2 separate regions of the Gossypium arboreum genome follow, and region 1 is linked to region 2. The links are chromatin contacts, called in public Hi-C maps. All regions are on one chromosome and are shown on one strand. Each heading gives the region's core, a stretch centred on a gene start, on an enhancer-like site or on the middle of the called end of the contact. The rest is flanking DNA. Distances are from core to core; before and after follow the strand shown.

Region 1 (2,700 bases), core at 161-2,660, 110 kb before region 2:
ATGCATTATCCCCTCATTGTTTTTTGCCATTGAATACAAGCTCTTTTTGGATCATATCACCAAAATATCTCCCTTTAGCCCTTATTTGCAACATCCCTTCCATATTTCATAATCCTAATATGAAGTACGAACCATGAACTGATCTAATCCTGAGATTCACTGCTCTTACCACTTCCTTCACCTTCTCTCTCTTCCAACAATCTCCCACCTTCTTCATCTGCTTGTGCAGTCTTCTTCTGTGCTTCTTTGGCCTTCAAAGCTTGTAACTTTGAATGATTATAGTAAGCAACACCCAAAAACGCCAGTCCATACCCAAACAAGTTGATGGGTGTCACGGTATCCTTGATGACAGACCAAGAGAAGGCAATCAACAACCAGTCCTTGACAACCCCAGCTACATTCATGGTCAAAGCAGAGGTCTTTCCAACAAGTAAGAACACAGCTAGGTTCAAAGCAAATGCACATATAGAGTTGGTCCCAAAAATGACGAAATCGAAATGGAAACTCGATGTTTCTTTCAAAACTGGGTACTCAACGAAAACCCATGGGACCAAAAGGAAAACAAAGCAGCATGGAGCAACGTAATATAACGAAGTAATGGGGTTCAAGGTGATCCCTTTAGAAGTAAGCAAGATTTGGATCATGACCAACCTGGTAGCCTCAAAAGCAACAGCTCCCAACTGCAAAATCACTCCCCAAGTGTCGAATTTAGCTTCCCCATATGCTGCGATGGCGACCCCAAAAGAGATTGACAACATGTTGACCATCGTATCGTTCTTGTACCCTTCTTTTTTAAAAAGGACGCCGATGGAATACACGGCGACGGGCATCAACGCTTTGAGCATCTGGATGAAGGAAACGGACAAGTAAATGTAGGCGGAATTGGAGAGCCAGAGGCTGAGGGAGTAAAGAGCGCCGATGGGGACGACGGAAGAGAGGTAAAGGTCTCGAGACATGGAGACGGGCTCGACGACTTTGAAGACCTTGATGAGGAGGAAAGCAAGGGAGGCACAAAAGGACATGTGGATCATGGTTAGAGAGATTGGGAAAGGCCAATTGTACATCTTCTTGTCGAGGATGTACTTGTTGTAGACGATGACGGTGAAGCTGAGGAAGATCCAGATTGCTACGTAGGTGTAGGAGAGAAGGATCTTCTTGATGACGCCGTCGCTCAATGAACCGCCTTTACCCATTGCTTGTTTTTGGGGTTTTGAGAGGTGCCCGGATCGGAAAAAATGGTGGAAGAATTGATCGGAGATCGGAGATCGGAATGTGGGGGGATTTTTCTCTATGTGGATGCTGAAAAATCAAGATTTGATTTGTTTTTTTTTTAATGTAGTGAAGGATGTTATCTTTTTTGTTTAAGGTGTGTTTTCTTTATGTTGATGGAATGGGCCTCTTTATGGGCTTTTTTCTCTATAGTTTGATACCATTTCCCTTTTTTAATTTTAAGATCCACTTAAAATTTTGACCCCAATAATTTAAATTTAAATTCGATGCAATTATTTAAATTTAAATTTTCATCCCATTAATTTAAATTTAAAATAAATTTAATTTAATTTAGTTATAAAATTAAATAATTTGAACTTATTTAACCTGAAAATGACCTATCCTGAATGATTCATACCCAACATATCTAGATACAAAAAATAAATTTGAGATAAAAAATTGAATTACCTAAACTTAAAATTATTTGAACTCAAAACTAATATATAATTGAGATAATCTAAATCCAAATTATTCATAAATTCTCTAATCCTTAAACTAGAGGATATTGAACTCTTAAGCACGCATAAACTCATGATGACCTCTTACTTATTGCAATATCAATCACAAAAATAAAAAATTAAAGATCAATTTGAACCGTGGTGTTTGGATGATTTGTAGGATACAAGTTAAAAAACGTGACTCTTCGAATTAAACAGAACTGAATTTTTAACTTAATTGAATAATTAATTTTAATTTTTATGATTTTAAATTAAATATTTTATATTTTAAATAGTATAAATAACTTGATTTTTTATATAAAAATATTTTTAAAGAAATACAATACAAAAGTTATTAATTAATTTTATTTACTTAAAAATTATTAATTTTTAATAGTCATGAAAAATACTTTAAAACTAGTTTAAAAAGTCAAAAGTTACAAAATAAAACTCACTTATCAAAATAAGTTAAAAAAGAAAAAACTCAAAACTCAAATTTTATATGAAAAGTTAAGAATCAAACTTATTTGAATTAACATGAACGATTTAAAAAAAAAAATGAACTGAATTGAACTAAACTCATTTCTATGTGCTAACACTCGGTGGACAAATTTTATTTCTTTTTTAAGAATTTATACTATAAAAATTTGACTCAATTAATCAAAATCGGATCTAACTTAACTTAATTAGATCATAAAAATTCAATAATCAAAACTTAAACAACCAAACTTAAAATATGTCTTCCAAAAAAACATGAAAAACACTGATCTAAAATAACTTAAACTCAAAACTATCCTAAAACCACAATAACCGACCATGTAAATTTCCATACAAATACAAAACCTCCTTGCATTTGAATGTCAGTCAGTGCATTCCACAACAAACCACATTTAAAAATCTTACATAAATAATATAACAATATTTTATTTATTTTTCATGTCAGATGTTGGAAAAAGATCAACTTCGTTATAATCTATTCACGTTTTAATTTTGC
Region 2 (2,700 bases), core at 136-2,635:
AACTCAATCGACGAAATATATGATTGTTAACTTTTCAAAACAAGTTTAAAAAATGAAATCCTAATAATCCAAAAGTATCTATTTATTCCGTTTTTATTTTATTTTAGGATTGTCTATTATCATCTTCAACACATTTTTGTTCTAAATTTTAATGAAAATGTATTAAATCCCACCATTATATTCTTTTTGTTGTCATGAGTTATTTTTATAGTATTCAAGTTAGATTTTCTTTTTGTTATTTTTACGATTTGTAAATAAGATAGATTCTTAAATAATAATAAAATATTTGAAGGGTAAAATTGATATTTTAAATGTTACAAATTTATTAATAATTCTTTTACTCTCACTTTCCTTATAATAAAGAATTTATACTTTGTCATGAACAACGATAATACTCTACCTATGGCGGAATTTATGGTGGGATCGAATAACGGCGTTGATCGAGCAACCAAGAAAGTTCGTACAAGACTAGATTTAACATTAGACAAGGATGATTCGACAGTGGACAGTAATGGAAAACAGACACAGATTTCGAGATTCACTAAGGCCTCATATAAACCGATATTGGTAGGGGACTCGTCGACTTTGTGCATAATGTATCCATGGAGGAGGATTTTTCACTTCTAAATGGGGATATGGTAACAGAGGTGGTTGATGGTGTTTTGTTGATCACTTTTTTGAATCAGGTACAAGAATTAATTGAACGTAAGATGGCGAGGACAATTGTGGTTAAATTATTAGGCAAAAGAATTGGTTTTAATGTACTGTTGAATAAGGTTTCGTTATTGTGGAATCCTAGACACCCGATTCAAATGATGGACCTAGAAAACTTTTCTTTTTCTAGTTAGGTTGTAAGATGAGGAGTATTATAATAGGGTTTAGTTGGGGGACCGTGGGTAATCTATGGTCATTACTTATCTGTTCGACCAATGGTTGTCAAAGTTCTCGATGACCTAGATTAAAGTTGAACAACAGGTGGTGTGGATTAGACTCCTGGGCTTACCTGAAGGGTACTACTCGGATTGCCTCCTTCAAGCGATTGGGTAGAAAATCATTCAAGTGAAAAAACTGGACGTGCATACTATTAGTGCTTGTTGGGGGAGGTTTGCATGGCTAGCAGTGTGCGTGGGTTTGAGAAAGTCGCTAGTGTCAAAGGTAAAAATCAACAGATAGTTAAAGCATGTAGAGTATGAGTCTCTACAAAACATTTGCTTCAAGTGCGGCCGTTATGGTCACAGTGTGAATGTCTATTTGGGAGCTAAAACTCCACCACCAAAAAATGGAGCAAGTCAGCTTGAAACTATATCGAAGGTTTCAGGTTTAAATTAAAGGGTAAAGGATGAAGCTTTTGGGTCATGGATGCTAGTCGTGGACACTAGGTTTTGCTAGTGGGTTTAATGTTAAAGGGTTTGTAGGTCCTTCTAGAGTGGGTCAACAAGCCAAAGGCAAAACTATAGTGATTGCAAATGGGCCGAATAAAGGGAATAGTCCATTAATGCTAACAAATGGCAATAATAATATTCAGCCTATTTCTGAGAAAAGGTCCTTTGATGATGTTGCAATTATGAGGCCAAAATTAGATAAGGTAATTTTGGATAAATTGGTTCTTCAATTTGTTAATGTGTCAATTAAATTGGACAAAGGGAAACACATGACAGTTCGTTAGGTTTGGTTAAAAGGAAACATAATTGAATTTTTAACTTCAGGTAATCAAGCAAAATTATTTTGTGTTTTTTACCAAAAGAAAATAATACATGGGAAAGGTTGCGGGACAAACCATCAGATGATGATTCTAGAGGGTTTGCTCGTACCATGGTGGTTTTCTCAAAGGCAATGGTGGACCTTGTTAGTGATTTGGAAAAAGGAGCCGAAAGAATGTCGATAGAGGATGATGAGTTATCAAGAAGAGAGGTTATGAAAGACAGAACACCTATAATGATTATATTAGTTGTTGAGATGTCTACTTGATTTTAAGGTTGGTTTTTTTACTTTTTTTTTGTTTTATGGATACAGAATTTTTATTGTTAGAATTCTCAAGAAGTCGATCATCCCCAATTTCGTAATATTGTGAAGGAATATAGGAAGGTTTTTTCTCTTGATTTAGTTAGTTTGTTTGAAATCCTGGTTAGTGGAGCAAGAGTAGATGGTATTATTTCTAAAATTGGGTATCCTAATTCGTTTAGTGTTGAAGCTAATGGGTTTGCTGGTGGTATTTTGATTTGCTGAAATAAGGATTTGGATGTGTTGATTGTTCATTTGCAAGTTGTCCATTTAAGGGTTCGTAGTAAGCAAGGTTCAGATAGTTGTTGGGAAATGTGCCCATATTTTAGTAAATATGCAATTGTTTTCTATGTATTTGAACGACGAATAAATAAATTTCACATTTCATGTTATTTCTTTTGTATTTCTGTCTTTCATATTTTGCATGCATAGCGAAAATGTGACAAGCAAATATTAGCTTATTGATTGTCTAAGTTCAAATTGATAATAAGTGGCATTCAATGAACGTTTACATTGCGAGAAAAACAAATTACTTCAGTAGATAATCTAAACGAGTCTGTAATCCTGTAAAAGAATCAAATTGAATGCTTTATTCAAATATTGAAAAGGATTATTATGTTGTCTACAATTCTAATTGAGGAGATGTATAGTCTTGGCTATCGAAGCAATTGACTCCACAGGTATAGACATATATGTATT

The links. Hi-C and Micro-C count contacts between places; a contact is called where the count stands out from the background.
Region 1: a contact with region 2 is called in a Hi-C map of leaf, with 3 times the contacts expected there. The contact joins the promoter of LOC108486693 here to the enhancer-like site in region 2. A contact is called at or near these places in 2 of 5 Hi-C or Micro-C datasets (both in leaf).

What each region holds. Positions count from the first base shown.
Region 1 is chr6:103,297,883-103,300,582 of ASM2569848v2, reverse strand. It overlaps LOC108486693 (probable sugar phosphate/phosphate translocator At5g25400), which reads right to left and starts at 1,410. Exons shown (of 1, transcript XM_017790875.2): 1 at 1-1,410. The coding sequence starts at 1,193. The coding sequence ends at 144.
Region 2 is chr6:103,185,131-103,187,830 of ASM2569848v2, reverse strand. No RefSeq gene overlaps it. Among protein-coding and RNA genes, the nearest start is that of LOC108486679, 18 kb to the right of the region's middle. Within about 2 kb of position 1,385, at least 1 of the 2 cell types and tissues checked has an H3K27ac peak or open chromatin away from gene starts, as enhancers often do. A contact at or near this core is called in leaf, where this site is marked.